Linked DNA regions of Mus musculus: regions 2, 3, 4 and 5 are each linked to region 1. Evidence: chromatin contacts called from public ChIA-PET and HiChIP or PLAC-seq data. All regions are on one chromosome and are shown on one strand. The core of a region is the stretch at or near the end of the contact, and the rest is flanking DNA. Distances in the headings are between cores, read along the strand shown. Region 1 has its middle 29 kb from the start of Ccn6. Region 2 overlaps Fyn (Fyn proto-oncogene). Region 3 overlaps Fyn (Fyn proto-oncogene). Region 4 holds the start of Fyn (Fyn proto-oncogene). Region 5 has its middle 30 kb from the start of Gm31616.

Evidence for each region. ChIA-PET counts read pairs in DNA pulled down with a chosen protein or histone mark. HiChIP or PLAC-seq counts read pairs in DNA pulled down with a chosen protein or histone mark.
Region 2: a contact with region 1 is called in a BATF HiChIP or PLAC-seq map of CD8 T cells, with 5 read pairs. The contact joins two enhancer-like sites. A contact is called at or near these places in 2 of 484 Hi-C or Micro-C datasets (CD8 T cells and embryonic stem cells), 6 of 115 datasets of contacts at active chromatin or transcription factors (CD8 T cells, effector CD8 T cells, embryonic fibroblasts and 3 more) and 2 of 9 other capture datasets (adipose tissue and liver).
Region 3: an RNA polymerase II ChIA-PET map of effector CD8 T cells shows a contact between it and region 1, with 25 read pairs. The contact joins two enhancer-like sites. A contact is called at or near these places in 2 of 484 Hi-C or Micro-C datasets (CD8 T cells and embryonic stem cells), 4 of 115 datasets of contacts at active chromatin or transcription factors (effector CD8 T cells, embryonic fibroblasts, regulatory T cells and 1 more) and 2 of 9 other capture datasets (adipose tissue and liver).
Region 4: a contact with region 1 is called in an RNA polymerase II ChIA-PET map of effector CD8 T cells, with 32 read pairs. The contact joins the promoter of Fyn here to the enhancer-like site in region 1. A contact is called at or near these places in 2 of 39 promoter capture datasets (the C10 cell line and embryonic stem cells), 1 of 15 datasets of contacts at CTCF or cohesin (CD8 T cells), 7 of 484 Hi-C or Micro-C datasets (CD4 T cells, CD8 T cells, ECoMG myeloid progenitors and 3 more), 10 of 115 datasets of contacts at active chromatin or transcription factors (CD8 T cells, the SCID.adh cell line, acute myeloid leukemia and 7 more) and 2 of 9 other capture datasets (adipose tissue and liver).
Region 5: an RNA polymerase II ChIA-PET map of effector CD8 T cells shows a contact between it and region 1, with 8 read pairs. The contact joins two enhancer-like sites. A contact is called at or near these places in 2 of 115 datasets of contacts at active chromatin or transcription factors (effector CD8 T cells and regulatory T cells).

The regions. Positions count from the first base shown.
Region 1 is chr10:39,191,273-39,194,429 of GRCm38.p6, reverse strand. No RefSeq gene overlaps it. Among named protein-coding and RNA genes, the nearest start is that of Ccn6, 29 kb to the right of the region's middle. Within about 2 kb of position 1,544, at least 73 of the 459 cell types and tissues checked have an H3K27ac peak or open chromatin away from gene starts, as enhancers often do. A contact at or near this core is called in CD8 T cells, the SCID.adh cell line, acute myeloid leukemia and 6 more, where this site is marked.
Region 2 is chr10:39,419,748-39,422,904 of GRCm38.p6, reverse strand. The region is part of intron 2 of Fyn (Fyn proto-oncogene); the gene reads right to left. Among named protein-coding and RNA genes, the nearest start is that of Fyn, 52 kb to the right of the region's middle. Within about 2 kb of position 1,499, at least 89 of the 459 cell types and tissues checked have an H3K27ac peak or open chromatin away from gene starts, as enhancers often do. A contact at or near this core is called in CD8 T cells, effector CD8 T cells, regulatory T cells and 2 more, where this site is marked.
Region 3 is chr10:39,401,120-39,404,276 of GRCm38.p6, reverse strand. The region is part of intron 2 of Fyn (Fyn proto-oncogene); the gene reads right to left. Among named protein-coding and RNA genes, the nearest start is that of Fyn, 33 kb to the right of the region's middle. Within about 2 kb of position 1,671, at least 53 of the 459 cell types and tissues checked have an H3K27ac peak or open chromatin away from gene starts, as enhancers often do. A contact at or near this core is called in CD8 T cells, effector CD8 T cells, regulatory T cells and 1 more, where this site is marked.
Region 4 is chr10:39,368,250-39,371,406 of GRCm38.p6, reverse strand. Fyn (Fyn proto-oncogene) reads right to left here and starts at 1,608. Exons shown (of 14, transcript NM_001122893.1): 1 at 1,217-1,608. Gm31616 (predicted gene, 31616) reads left to right here and starts at 1,795. Exons shown (of 2, transcript NR_168583.1): 1 at 1,795-1,912; 2 at 2,802-3,157.
Region 5 is chr10:39,338,533-39,341,689 of GRCm38.p6, reverse strand. No RefSeq gene overlaps it. Among named protein-coding and RNA genes, the nearest start is that of Gm31616, 30 kb to the left of the region's middle. Within about 2 kb of position 1,684, at least 39 of the 459 cell types and tissues checked have an H3K27ac peak or open chromatin away from gene starts, as enhancers often do. A contact at or near this core is called in effector CD8 T cells and regulatory T cells, where this site is marked.

The DNA of each region.
Region 1 (3,157 bases), core at 295-2,794:
TGTTAAGCAGTTCTGAGGCTATGGCATCTAGGCCAGGTGTCTATTACTGATTGACAAAGAGACCTGAAGAAGTAGAAGGAGGTAATGTCAAGATAGCTGCGCTACCAGGTCCCTTCTGTGATTTCCTACCTGATGATTTCCTGCTTTCTGCCCAGCTTGACTGTGTCAGGGCTAGCATCAGAGGCTATGATAGAAAACAAGCCACAGAACATTGAACAGTTTACATGGGAATACTTAGAGTCTGATTCTGCTCAAAGTGAAAGACTCCAAGAGGAGCCCCTCGCTCAGGCCTCAGGACAATAGTGGACACCCAAGAACTCACGACAGACCTGACAGACCGAGCTTGTTGCAAACCACATGAGGCTTTATTCGGGAAAGCCAGAGCTCTGGGGACGACTCATATCCCACGCAGGGGTAGAGGAGTCGAGGGGAAAGAATTCCCAGTTTTTATAGGCCCTCAGGGGGGAAAGGAGAAGGGGGAGATTAGGGGATTTCCAGATCTAAACAATGTCTATTTTCAAGAAATGGGTATGGGAGGGGTACAAGGAAAGAGTCTAATGAAGGTGCAGCAATGGGCACACACCTGGTCAGAACATTGGCAGACACACAGGTTCAAGGAGTGGCCAGATCATTGTGCACCTCTATTTTTCTAAATCAGCGAAGCTAGTTCTGCTAACACTGACGTCTATCTTGCCAATTTCAGGGCTTCTGTGTCCTTTTACATTCTGCCAGGATCTTTCAAAAGCAGGATCTGCCTTTATATCAAGCACCGGGTGTGGGAAGTGGCTTCTTTCATCACATTCTTTCCTCCCGTCTTTTTAATAAAAGCACAGGTAGCTCAGGGCACTTGTGCAAGAAATGCATCCACAGCTGCTCTTACTGCTGAAAAATGCAGAGAGAATGAGATGCAGCTTCTCAGCCCAGAGAGAAAAAAAAGAGTCGCAACTAGCACCTTGGGAGATATTGCCAATTCCCAGCCTCTGAACTCAGACCTCGTCTTTACATGGGTTTCCACTAGTGCCCAAATGACAAGGAGGTGGAATCATTCCTCAGAACCCAATTCATGTCTTTTAGAATTGTGTGCTTGGAGACATCTATGTGAGCTGTGTGCCAATGGACACAGTTCTTTCTGGTATATCATTTGCTTCAGTCTTTTCATAGCAAATGCTTTGTTTAAGAACCCTCCTAGGTACTCCTTCAGGTGGCCTGACAGAAGTGAACCCTAGATAATAACTCAAATCTATTCAATTGTCAGAGTGGGAAAACCAAAGTCCTTCCAGAGTGGAGCTTAGATTGGGTTTATTTCAGTCTAAGCCTGTAGAGTACTGCACCCTCACTGCAAGCAACCATTGTCCCTTATGCATGAAGCACAATGTATTGTACATGGTAGGCATTAACTAAATATATATTTAATGAAACTGAATTTCCTAACACTGTCAGCAAAACTTGCATATTATAGGTGGGGATTTTCAGATACCTTCTTCTGTCTTGCCCAATAGGGCTCTTCAGATCTCTGAGCTTCAACCGCCTAACCACATCCTGTTGTGCTCAGGCGCTCACAGCCAAAGGCTTGCAAAAGCAGTTGATTGTACTGAAGTCTACAGTGATAAGTGATTACCGATGATAACATTCTATAGTTGGCCTCCTGAGTATGAGAGTTATTGCCTCTGATGTTTAGAAGGTAGATGTGAGCTGGAGTCTCTTTCAGGACTGTAGAGAGGAACATATCCCCTAGGTAGCATTCCTCAAAAATGGATCAATTCAAAATGGCCTCTCATTTTGAGTCAAGATATTTGATACCTAAGAGTATTCCTACTAGAAGGACACAGTATGGACAGAAAATTAAGCTTAGGTGGTAAAATACTTGCCTAGCATGTACGAAGGAAGTCCTGGGCTTGATCCCTAGCACCAAATAAAACCTGGTGTGGTATCACATACCTCAGATCCCGGTATAGGAAGGATCAGGAGTTCAAGGTCATCCCAATTACATAGGAAGTACAAGGCCAGCCTGAGCTACCTGAGAGCCTGTCTCAAAACTAACAAAGTATGATAATTAGTTCTATTATCAACTTGTCACAATTTAGAATCACCAGAGAAGAGACTGAGCAGGGGATTATCTACATCAGTTTGGCTTGTTACAGTATAATTGAACCTGTTTCTAGTTAGGGTGTGACTCGCCTTAAGCACACCTCTTTATTCCCTCTGGCCAGAATACAGACACAACATTGGTACTCACCTTTAATCCCAAACAATGAAGGTAAAGTTATTTTGTAGACGGAAGCAGCCATGTTTGAAAGTGATGTCTAATTGAGTAGCAGACAAAGTGACAAAAATCAGAGAAAGATCTGACAGAATAGGATATGTCCAACTCTCCTGAGGAGAGGAAAGGAAAACTACTCAAGGAAGAGACAGACAGCATAGGAAGAAGAGAGTACAATACAGGATACAGTAGAGTTCCTGGAGAGGAGGACAATTGAGTTGAGAGGGAGAGTGGAGCAGCACAGAGAAGGAGAAGGAGGCAGTTTTACCAGGAGAGTTTTACAGAGACAGATGGAAGAGAGAACAAGCTAGACACAGGCAGACAGAACAAGCAAGAGAATGAGAAGGAGCCAGAAGATTAGAAGAGATTGTGAGAGTTAGTTGAGGCCAAGCAGAACAATTCAGAGGCTGAGAGAAAAACCAGATTGAATAAGTCAGGTGGGAGAGGAGTTCTCACCAGAGCAGCTGAGTCAAATCAGCCAGAGTTCAGAGAGAACAAAAGAGGGAAGGTGAGTTTATTTAGCAGTAAGTCTCAAAGACTGAAAACATTCTAGGCCTAGATTAAATTGTAAGGAGGCTAGAAGCTTCCAGGACTAGGTCTAGGTAGTAGACAGTCAGTAAACCTCCAAGACAACACTTTTAAAAGGAGAATAAAAGTTACTTTTGCATTGGCCTGTGAGCCTGTCTTGGGGGGTTATCATGATTATATTAATTGATGTGAGAAGACTTGTCCACTAAAGGTGGCACCATTTCCTATTCAAAAGGATCTTGAATTGTGTGAGTGGAGAAACGGAGATGAACACAAGCATCCATGCATTAATCCATTCCTCTCGGCTCTTGACTATAGATATAATATGACTCACTATTTTAAGTTCCTGCTGCCTTGACTTCCCCACAG
Region 2 (3,157 bases), core at 250-2,749, 230 kb before region 1:
GTAAACGAACGTACAGAGTTCTAGCCCCATGAGGAAACACTGCTGTAAGCCTGGATACACAGATGCAGATTTCTAGGGCAAGGGATGGGTTCTGGGTCATTTCACTTTTCTCTCTCGATTTTTCAGTACTTTTTGGATTACAAACAAACAGTGCCCACACACTTCCTCTTGGTTGTCAGTGGCCCTGTTCTCTAAGTGTCGTCCCCACTAATCACATCAAGAAATGGCTGGCAAAGAGGACAAACTTCAGACAATGTCTTCTTGATTTCTCAAACGTTCTGTATGTTCTGTGTCTGCAGCCCTCTCATCTGTGAGTTACTCCTATGACACGCTCCTAACAGAGTGAACAGAGGCACATGCATTTTAAAAGCACAGATGGGCTGCTTAGGTACAGCTCAGCTATTTCACCAGTCTTGACACACTGTCCCTTGTGCTGAGCCTGGCCTTCTCAACGCTCTGGCTGACCATCACAAGCCAAGGATGATCCCCTGCATTCCGTATTTATCCAAGTATATTCACCATTGATGGTCTCCATCTCTCAGCTCCACACACAAAGACCTCAACTTATTTAACCAAAGAAGCATTGCTTTTCTTGAAGGCTAGATGAGTTTGAAAGTAGACGGCCTGTACTAAGAACCCATGGTTTATGATCACTCTTCTCTTTCAATCGAAGAGAAAATGCTTGCATTGCCTGATAAACAAAAGCTAAGTGTCTCTCTGCAGATTCCACTGACAGCAATGTGTGTCCTTCACTGGGGCACTAGCCTGGTTCCTACAGTGCTGGGCTGTAGTTTGGACCAGCCTCAGGCCATCCTCTGAAACTCTGTATCTATGCACATGTGCCCTGAAGAATCAGCCAACTGTGAGAAGGGCAGAGCGAACACAGACCAATAACTGGCAAGCATCCCGCTCTGTGTGCCATTTATCTGAATTACTAAAGTGTGATGAAATTTACGCATGCCAAGCTGAAGCACCGGTTTCACCATACTGAGCCCAAGCATCATGTTTTCAATCCTGCACAGAGATGGCAACGTGGTGGGCTGAAAGAAACCGACGCCCGCTGGCTACACATTCCCTCCAGCTTCTAGGTGCGGCATCAATCCAGTAGGAAGGGGCTTTCTGAGGACAGCTACAGCATGTTCTCAACATGCACACCATTCTATATACCTGAGGTGCAAGAGTGGCTGGGTTAATCTGATCAAACTGGTTATGGCCTTAATGACTTGAGATAAATCCTTTTTTTTTTTCCTTTCCTTTTCAGACAGGCTCTTACTTTGTAGCCTAGGATCTCCTGGGAGTATACAACACAAGCTGCTGTTTTTCTTTCCTTTCTTTCCTTTTGTATATACAGTATAGAATAACCCCAGAGGCGTGAGTGCTGAGGTACCTTCCACTGGAAGCGACTGGGCTCTGCCACCAGGCTCCTTTGGTGTCAGTACTGTTCATTTACAGGATGCTGGTGAACCCAACAACCGCATTTTCTGACTGCTGGCACGGAGCCCTGGCTGTGGGCTGCCTCAGGGATCTGGTTCTACCTCAGCAATGGGACACGTCTCTGGGCCTTGATGCTGCAGAACTGCTCACTAGTTCCCTCTGATGCTGCTGTCATGTGCCTTCTTCCCCAGCACTGTCTACATGTGAGCCACAGTTATTTCCTTAGGGAGAGAAAACTCAACAAACTGCAAATAAATAGCACAGAACATGACCTCAAGCTGTCAGGTTGCTGTTCTGTTCTCTCCCCAAACTGGAGCAGTTACTTGGGCAAGTCTGACTTACAAGTATCACTTTCCTGTTTTCTATTCCTTTGAGTTCCCTAACTCAGTCCCCATGGACTTCACCATAGCAACCCACCACACCCCATTCGAACCCGGGCTCTCAAGTTCACTGAGCTTCAGAAATCATGTTCTTATAAACTTCCCTACCTCTGAACTTCTGCTCTCAGCCTCAGGCGGGACTTTTGAACTAGAATGACTCCCGTCACCAGCCTGCCTATGATCCTTTCTTACTGAAACCACCCCCTCTCTCTTCCTGTTCTCATCAGAAGCCCAGAAAACAAGAGCAAGGCAAGTCTCTTTTGCCTTCTCAGTTCTCCTACATCCCACCAGCCAGTCACAATCCTATAGAAAAGTAAAGTAACCATTCCCAGAGGAGCTCGTAAACGCCTGTCCAATATCTACATACAGGCGGCTGCCTGGACACAGACACTTTGCTTCTTTTCTGTTTCTGTCCTTTAAACATGTCTTATTACATCATGTCATCTGGACTCAAAGTCTCCAACTCTTGTCTGTTGATACTGAAGTCTTTCCTCTCCACCCACCTTTAAAGAGCAGCTTTCTTAAGGTCTTCACCAGAGTAAACAGAACTTTTTACCATCCTGTAACCCTGAGGGCAGATTTCACTTATGTACACACACACACACACACACACACAGAGAGAGAGAGAGAGAGAGAGAGAGAGAGAGAGAGAGAGAGAGAGAGAGATTCCTGTTTCTTTAGTATTAAATTTGTGCTTCTTTACTTGTTTTCAAAATTTGTCCAAGTAGGGAATTACATGATCAATGATTCCTACCCAGTCCTGGTAACAGTTCCACCTTCCCTACTTTCCCAAATATATGAATAAAATTTTAAAATATTCCCACACACTCACCCTTGGTGTCGTCTCCAGAGGGTCTGGTGATGAGAGATTTTGAGATGATTTAAAAGTCTCATTTCACCTCAGGATAAAGAAACTCATCCACTTCTAAGACAAACAGCTTACACTCTAAACACCCAGCCCATAAACCCAGGACCATTGCATGAGCATGGCACGGGCCGAGAAGCCATCCCACAGCTATCAGATGATAGACTGCACTGGCTTCCTCTTTAATCAGAGCTAGTAACAGCAGCGGAACACTAAATGGAAATAGACTCAAATTGTATGTGACAAGGCTCGCTTCATGAGCCCCAGAGACTTCCTACTGAAAGATGCTGTTCTATGGGAAGCCCTGCCTATCCAGCCATCGCGCCCTTACACCCTCTTTAAAGACAGATAACGCTTTTATGAAGAATGAACTACACACAAAATATTATCTGTTTTGGCAAAGATACAGAAACATAAACTTGTTTAAAATATTCAAAACCAAGCCACCAGATTCCAGTACTTCTTACAACCAGAGCAA
Region 3 (3,157 bases), core at 422-2,921, 210 kb before region 1:
ATGTCACCTGCATATCTGAGGGCTATTCCACTGTTTTCCCACGATCAAATTTGCTTTTTCTTTTTTCCATAAGCAGCAGCTGAATGCACGTCCAGCTCTTTCATAATGGGAAAAGGTGCTTCTTCATTAACATTTTAAATTATTCTTTTCTCTGGTCTAGAAGGCCTACTTTTAAAAATATTCTTCTAAAGATGGACAAAATCACCCCCAGACAAAGAGTCTCTTTGCTTGTTTTAAATTAATATAACACTGAATCCTGACAGAGAACTACAGAAGAAAGCCAGGCAGAGAGGAAGGAAGGCTTCCTCTGGCCTGCTGTATAAATCTCCTACCCAGTAAAGCTGGGAAGTAAGCCAATGCTTGGCCAACTCGGCCCAGTGACAGGGAAAGGCCAGTCACGACCCAGCTCCCACTTGGGGCTCCCCTGCTTCAGGTGCTGTGGTATGAAAACCTGGCCTTTGGACACACAGCATGGCATCTATGGTTTTCTGATAGCACTGCATGTTTTGTCAGCGCTGAGGTCAGGACTTGCTCAGGACCCTCGATCGCTGTGCCCTTTCTGCCACGTGGTACACCCCACGTGCAACGCTGAGGCAATCTCAGTCTTTTCAGTCCTCACCTGGAGGGGCGGTGTAAACTGACAAACTCTTGACTCATTCCTGTCGACAGGACCGCACACAGGGACCCGCATTTCCTTCCCTTTACACTCTGACTATACTCACCACTGAGTGGCACGCCTACACCATCTGAGCAGTAGCCATACTCAACGGCTATGAGCTCTCTATAGAACGCACGGACCTGGAGGACCAGCCTTTAGCAGAGGTGAGCCCTTAAAGAGAGACTGGGAGCCGGGGGTTGAGGGGGCCATTGGTAAAGTGCTTGTCTTGCAAGCATGAAGACCCGAGTTGGACCTCCAGTACCCACATACCAATGGCAGATGTGTTAACACAAACGTGTAATCCCAGCAGCAGGGAGGCAGAAACAGGAGGATTCCAATCCCTGGAGCTTTCTGGTCATTCACCCCAGACCAGTGAGAGGCCTTATCTCAAAGGAGGTGACAGCTCTGGGGGTGACATCTGAGGCTGTCATCTAGCTTTCCACAAGTGTGTGTGACACACACACACACAGAGCTTACTACATCTGAGCACAGAATTCCTGCCCCTCCTTTAAAAAAACAAAACACTCACTACCTGTGCTGGGCAGTTTTCTGTCAACTTGACTCTACATCTGAGAGAACCTCAACTGAGAAAATGCCTCCTTAAGATCTGGCTTCAGGTATTTTCTTAGTGATTGGTGGGGGAGGGCCCAGCCAATTGTGTTTGGTGTCATCCCTGGATTGGTGAACCTATGTTCTGTAAGAAAGGTTGGGAAAATCACAAGGAGCAAGCCAGTAAGCAGCACCCCTCCATGGCATTCTGCATCAGCTCTTCCTCCAGGTCCTGCCCTGTTTGAGTTCCTGTCCTTACTTCCTTCGATGATGAATAGTGATGTGGAAGTGTCGGCCAAAAAAGCCATTTCCTCCCGAACTTGTTTCAGTCAGGGTGTTTTTGTCAAAGCAACGGAAACACTAATTATGTGACAGGAAATAGGCTCAGAATTTAAAACCACAGACACCAATGAAGGACCTTTCAGCACAGTGGCTAACCAAGAACCTTTTTCTCAGACTCAGGTCAGGGCACTGTCACATGACTACTAGACTCTGGGTACAGCACAGTACTAGACAGCCACTCACAGGGAAACCCTGGACCAGTGAGGATTTCGCCGGGTGGGCTGTGGAGAGAAGAAATGGTTCCACCTGAGGGCACCAACATCCCTGGAGAGCATGCTCTTGGGACAGGGTTTTGCAGTGTTCCTCAGTCAACATTTTCATCAAGCTGTTTTTAAAGAAGTAATAAATAACAAATACACAGTAAAAGGGGGGGGGGCCAGTTAGTTAGAAAAAAATAGAGATTTCAAGGTATTTCAGCAAGTTAAAATTACAGCCAAAACTGACTCAAAAATCTATACACAAGCACATGTTTAAAGAGATAAACCTGCTTTTCACTGTAACAGGTCTACACGTGGGATGGTGTCAGGGATGGTGCCATCACCTGCCGCTCACCCCCCAATCTGCACAGCTTGTTTACCAGCTCTGCTGGTGACCCCCTCCCAGGAGACCAGAGGATAAGGATCTAGGCCAAGGACACTCAAAATGACATCAGTGTTATGACCATGACCCTGGACTGGGGTTCCTGTTACTCTTTAGGCTCAAGCTTCTACCCTGGGCCTTCTCGTATTCAGTAGGAGGCTAGGCTCTCTTTACATTAGCTGCATGCCTATAGCTTGCTCTTAGCTCCATGAGGTGCTCAGCCAGAGATTCCACTGCCAAACATCTGTCCATCCAGATGACCAACTATCAGAGAGTTTCCCTCATGCCATGCTCAGGACATCATCTGAGCTAGGACCCATCCCAGGAGCATGGTCCAACCCTCAGATCTATTTTTCCTCTGGCCCTAAGCTGATCCTACCTGGCTGTTGACAGGAAACCAGATCTTCTAGCATCCAGAAGAAAGGAAATGTGTAAGGAGGATTCCCACCCAACACAAGCTCCATGCAAAATGGAGATGCTGCCTAGTTAAGCATATAGCTTGGCTCCCACCGGGCTAGCATTTGTTGAAAGATACAGCCCATGAGATGACACAAATGTACACAGCAGAGGAGGTGATATGAAGACAGAAGAGAGACAACAGGATAGGCCTCAAGCCAAGGACACCTGAAGCTACCAGGAAGAAGGGGAGAATGGATTCTCCCCAGCCTCTGGAGGTAGCACGAGCCTGCAGACAACCTTAATGCTAAACTTCTGATCTCTAAAGCCGCCAGGGGTATATCTGTTGTTTCAAGTCACCAAGTCTGCAATAATTTGTGACAGAATCCATGAACCAACCAAACAAAAACTGGTTGTGGGCTGCAGAGATCCTCAGCAGTTAAGAGCACTGGCTGTTCTTTCAGAGGACCCAGGTTCAATTCCCGGCACCCATATGGCAGCTCACAACTTTCTGTAACTAGTTCCGGGAGATCTGACATCCTCATACAGATACACATGCTGGCAAAACACCAATGCACATAAAATAAAATAAAAATTTAAAAACTGGTTGTGGGTTAAAGATGGGCAGTAATA
Region 4 (3,157 bases), core at 359-2,858, 180 kb before region 1:
GATCCCTCATCAATTTATCCTGTCTCAGGTATCAGTAACTATCCCCCAAGAAGAAAAGGGGGGAAATGAGGGATAGGGGAAGGTTCCTTGAAAGTATAGCAACTCCTAAAACAGCTGAAATAATCCCCCCCACCACCACCTTAAATAGAGAAAACTGCAGTTGCCACTCAATGCTACCAGTCTGTAAACACAGCTAAATGCCTGCACCTGCCACCCGGGATCCGGGAGCCTTCATTTTTTGGTAAGTGTGGCAGAAAAGACTAAGAGATCAACTGCTTCACCAGAAAGAAAGGGACGCCCCAGGGATGAGACACAAGAAGCATGGTGCCCTGGGTACTTTATGTGTCTCTCCTCTATGAACTGAAAGGGCTCTTTGTGTCACACACACACTCACACACACACACACACAGAATGAGTCTGATTTATTAGAGGAAGGAGGGGCAAAACGGGTGATTTTATTATCCCTCCTCCCAGTGAGTCCCAGCAAACGCCTCCTGGGCCCAAGCTTGGTGGCCTCTTTCTAGCTCAGTCAGTCCCTGTGGCCTCAAAGATAAGAGAGCCTAGAGGAGACCAAACAAAACCGTCTACCGACCTAGGGAAGTAGGGAGGAAATCCAGCGTGTCGAGAAGGGAGGAGAAATAAGCTTGAGAGAGCAAAAGGGGTGGGGGGACAGAGGAAGAGGAGGCAAGGCCAGACACAGGGGAAAGGGGAAGGGTGGGTGGGTGGTAGCACAGGAAGGGTGAAGGGGAGGGTGGGGGAAGTGCAAGGGAGGTTCCAGAAATAGGCAGGAGGATGCGCTGGGGAACGGCAAGGGCCACCGAGGGAGGAAGCCGAGAGGTGGAGGAGTGGGGCAGGGGTTGGGTGGGGAGGAAAGCAGCACGGGGCATCAATTATTAAGTGATTACATCATCCCTGACATTAAAACAACACACACAGCCCTGGTCCCCGCGGGGGGCCGCGAAAGGAGGGCGGGGGCGGAGCTGGGCCAACCTCACCCCCAAGCCAATTCCTATTTTCCACCCGGCACCCGCCGGCGGCCGAGGAAAGACACCCCGGTGCCTGCGCAGCCTCGGGGCGGCACCCCGCATCAGTGTCCTGCGTCGCGGGGCGCCCTGGAGGCTGCGCGGCGGGACCGCAGCGGGAGCAGCCCGTGCGGGGGCGCTGGGCCGGGCGTCTCCGCAGCATCCCGAGGCTCCGCGCATCCCCTGTCGCTTACCTGCTTGGCTTGGCGCTCAGCTCCGGAGCACATTCACATGGTCCTCTCCCCGCCCTCCTCCGGCGCGGCCCAGGCGGCTCCCGCGGCTCCGCGGCGGGGCCCAGGAGCTCGTGGGCCTCGCGAAGCGCCGAGGGGGCGGCGCCGGTGTCCCCGGCCCGGCAGCCCGGTCCCTCCCTGGCGCGGGTGGCGGCTTTGTGTGTGCCCGGGGAGTCCTCGAAACGCTCCGGCTAGAGGCGGCCTCGCTGAGCTCTTGACCAGCGGGCGGGTCTCGGAGGCCCGGCGCACGGCGACCCCTCCTCCTCTCTGCGGAGCCCCCTCCCCGCCGGCTGCGCTCCTGACAGATGGCGCAACTGCACCGACGCGCCGCCGCCACCGCCGCGGCTTCTCGCAGCTACTCTCGCTGATGCTCGGGCTGCTCCGGATCCCGAGGGGTTCGAGAGGGGGCGGGACACGCCCTGAGACTGTCAGGTCTTTCTGCCCTATCAAAGGGCCCGCTGAGGGCTGAGCGCCGGCAGCCATTGGTGAATGCGTCGGAGGCGGGACGGCCATGGGTGGGGCCGCCGAGTGGGTTGAGCTTTACAGTGGTGGCGGGCAGCCTGCGGTGCGCACGGCCACAGGGTGTGTGAGAGGATGCGAGGTTGGCGGAGAAGGAAGAGTTGTGTGTCTGAGGATCGTGTGGAGTTGCGAGTTGGTGAGGTGGGCAGGAGAGTGCGCAGGGAATGAGCTGCTTTCCACTTTGCCAGTGGAGACTGGCACCTGCCACTCCAGCCTCACAGCCATGGGAACCTATTTCTCCAAAGAGATAGCCTCGCCTTTGAGAGTGGGAGGATAAAATGGAAAGGTGTTAAGAATGGCGATGGCAAATTAGGGAAGTGAGGAGCAAAGTAGAGAAGTACCATTGCAGAAACTGGGAAAGCTAGGACCAGCAAACGCACAACAAATAGTAAGAAATTAATGACTTGTTAGTCTCATTTTCTTGGGTACCCAAATATGCTCCCCGCCCCCCCCCCCACACCTACCCCAGGAAAAGTGAAAGAGAAGTATGACTGAAATTCAAGGGGCCTGCAACAAAGAGTCCCAAAACCACCCAGTAGAGATTGCTTGTGCTTTTCCCTAGCTGTTTACCAGTGGCCATTGCTCGTCTGGCTCCTTGGGGCATTCAAACTTCTCTTGGTTTTCTTGTTTTCGCTGGTGGCTGAGCTGAGCTTTTTGCTCAGATTTTCCTTGACGAAATAATAGCCGGGTTGGTCTGCAGTCTTTATTTCCGATTCAGCTTTTCTATGGCAGGATGTAACTTCATAAAAAGAAACATTTTGCCTTCCTGATTTTCTTTATAGGCAATTCCTGTTTACTGAGAACTCTGTTTTAAGACATGTTCAGAATCATTTTCTTTAATGATTTTGGTAAGAAACTCATCCCTCCCCCTCAGCAAATCTAATCTTCTAAGAAGTAAGTTTAAGCGAAGCAGCCTTGGCTTCCTTAGGCGCTCAAGGTCTGTGTTATCTTTCCTGCTCAGTACATTTCCCCTGTAGTTTAAAAATACCAGTCTCTTTTGCTGACTTTTTTTTCTTTGTCTTTTCCGCAGTGCTCTTTTGAGAAATTTGCTGCTATTCAGTAAATGATCCTCATGTGATGGACGAGGAAACTGAGGACAAGAGAAGGTGACACTGAGGAATTCCATGTCCGATCTCTTCCTGAAACCTGGAGCAGATGGTACTAAGTCACTCCATTGTTAATAATTTCTTTGAGAGGAGTCTCATTTTTGGCATCTGCAGCATAATAGCTTCTTCACGTAATTAGTGGACCAATAAGAGGCAAAATGATTAAATGACAAATTAACCAACTCCCAGCAAGACTCTGTTCTGTTTTTTTCTCTTTACTTACTTTTGAAAAAAATAAATAAAAACAAAAAAACAGGAAAACCCCACAACTCTTCCTCCG
Region 5 (3,157 bases), core at 435-2,934, 150 kb before region 1:
AACTAGATGGAAGCTGTCGGTGGATAAACAGGTAGGCCTGGGAATAGAACTCAGTGCCTGTCTAGCATGTGCAAGACATGTTACAACCCCAGAAGCACAAAACCTTGCCAGCAAAACACAATAGCTGTAACTCACAACAGCACAACTGGGAAGAATACATGTTACTTTATTTGGTAACAGTGTAGGATAAATAATTTGTGGAAAATAGAGTTGTTGATATGAAGTACATATTTAAGGCCAGTGCACAACGAAACTTGATACACTGAGTCTAGTGTGGAACACAACAGATCCAAACAGGAAGTTGTTTATAAATAATAAAGCAGTGCGTTGTTTATTTATTTTTGTTTTGTTTAATTTGTTTGTTTGTTGAGACAGGGCCTCACTAGGTAACTCTAGCTGGCCTGGAACTCACTATGTAGACCAGGCTGGCTTCCAAATCACAGAGATCTGCCTGCCTCTTTATGTAGGGTAGTGGGATTAAAGGCATGTGCCACCATGCCCTGCTGAGTAGTGTTTGAAATCCTGTTATACTCAATCATATTTCCATCATGTCTAACTTCCAGCTTCTTGGAGAATCTGAAAGCATCCACTTGACATGCCCCTGCCTGCGTCTCTGAGCTCACTTTCTTCTTGTCATTGGGTTTCTTGAAGACTTCTTTCTTGTCCCAGGGAGCCTAGGATTTGCTCCCTCTTCCTGGCCTCTTCTTCCCTGATCTTTGTCTCAACCCAAATCCAAAAGGTTATCTTATGTTAACTAGCTCCACCTTCAAGTTCCTTCTTCCTACACGGGCCTGTGTCCTTTATTGTACACACTGTTGGTAATTATCATGGTTATTTGCATGTTTTCCAGATCTTAGCTTTGATTTGTTTGTTTGTTTTCCTCCCCTGCTAAAAGAAATATCACCTCTGGCCCAGACAACTTCTGTGTCTATTCTAGAGTCCAAGCTTAAAGACTGAACCCTTCATGACCCTCTGCTGGGCCATTATAAATGATTCAGGAAACAAGGGAAACGAACAACTGCTCAAAAGGCGATGGCTAAGGAGCAGTTAATTAGGGTGGGGCTTTATTCTTTTTCCCCCTCTTTGGGTAGGAGCCAACCTCTCGCCAAGCCATAATTTGTGTCTTCATATGTGCTTTTCAGACATTCATGTTTAAATGCCTTTCCAGGAATGCTTTGATGAAAAACTGGCTCACCTGTGTGGTCTGAAAGATGCTTACCTGGAGACACTATCCAGGCCCAAGGATGGCTTCTTGCCCGGAAATACCCCTTTCTTATTCTCCTTGCCTTTCGTCTCAAGGGTCTACTTTGTCAGCCCTGGATTTTAAGTCATGCCATTTCTGTGGGCATCTGCACCTGCTTCTTCTAACCTAAAGCACATGTTAAGGTGTGGGTCCTAGCACACAGGTATTCCTAGCTGGGCAGAAGCATATACATCTTCATGTGTCCTGACAAATAGTTTTTTAAATCTTTTTGATGTCACTGGTGGTGTGACTACTCAGACAATGGCTCAAGCCAATAGAAAGTCATTATTAGCCTAGCGGTGACTACACTGGGTATTTGGGACCCAGTGAAGTCCCCAGCCTTTCTCAAGGTAAGCTTCTAAGCATAAAACCACATCCTCAGTTAACATGCCTCGGTTAGCAAGAAGGGTTAGCCAGAAGCAGAACTACAGAAACCAGAAAGCAAGGTTAGTACATTTAGAGACCTTCCCAGAAGTAAGAGCTTGGTTGGATTAGGTCTTTGCTATTCTGGCAGCTGTTGCTGTCTTCATGCTGGGCTCCAAGGCCTGAATGGTGCCTCTGTCATGGTGTCAGCTGTGCTAAGGTCTGGGGCCTCTTACACTTGGCCTGCCTCTAGAAAAGAGAGGAAGGAAAAAATAAAATAAAAACAGAAAAGAAAGGGAACAGGAAGGAAATAGTTCACAGCTTATGTGATAAGCTACAACTTCCGGAGTCAGGAAGTGATAGGGACTACTGAAAACCTATAAGGCAGAGATAATATCAGAGAGAGTTTTAAAGTACAGAGTAAATAAATATTGATAATGGTCAGCTTGCACAAATAAAGGTATTCAGTGTCTGATTATTTTTTGCTCTCATCATATTTCCAGTCAATTAGAAGCCAGTATTGTTAGGAATTTAGTTTTGATGGAGTTATGTTAAGACAATTTTACAAATGTGGTGGTTTGAGCAGGAATGCCCCCCCTCCCCAGAGGCTCGTGTGTTTGAATGCTTGGTCAATGCTTGATCAGGCAGTGTAGCCTTGTTGGAGGAGTGTAGTACTAGGGGTGGGCTCTGAGGATTCAGTGTGTCTCAGTTCACTTCCTGCTGCCTGCTGATTTGACTATAGAACTCTCAGCTGCTTCTCCAGCACCATATCTGCCTGCACAGTGCCATGTTTCCTGCCATGATGATAATGGACTAAACCTCTGAAACTGTAAGCCAGCCCCAAGTAAATGTTTTCTTTGTAAAAGTTGTTATGGTCATGGTATCTCTTCACAGAAATAAAAGCCCTAAGACACTGAATAATATAGGTGTTTTCAATATTAGAGAACTTTCTGGAAAGAATGTAGGTCACATAAGAGCCATCAAATTGATCACTTTCATGGTCCTAATAATCCCTTGCTTGAAAATTTCCACGGAATTAGTTGGAGGAAATGCTTCTTTGCACAAAGGTGTTTGTAGCTAGTCCATATGTTTTGACAATAGCAGCAAACAGCAATGGGCCCAGTATTATGTAAAAATCCCATAATTGGTAATATGGACATAATTGTTAGTTTGGTTCACCATTTCAGCATTAAAAATGGTAGATATGAGAATCATATGGACATATAAGGAAGTATATTTTAAATAGCAAAAAAAAAAAAATAGACAACAGAGCATCACACAGTGTTCACAATTCTGTCTATATATTATGTGCCTTATATGAGTACCCATGTTTGTGTAGGTGAGCATACAGATGCCAGATGCAGAGTTAGTTGTGTTTCTCTGTCACTGTCCACCTTATTTTTGAGATAGTATCTCTCACTGAACAAGGAGCTCAGTGAAGTGGTAGACCAGCTGACCAGAAAGCCCCACTCTTGTGTGCACTCCCCTTTTTATGTGGGCCATGGAGATTCATACTCAGGTCTCCATTCCTTCAGGACAGCACTTAACCAG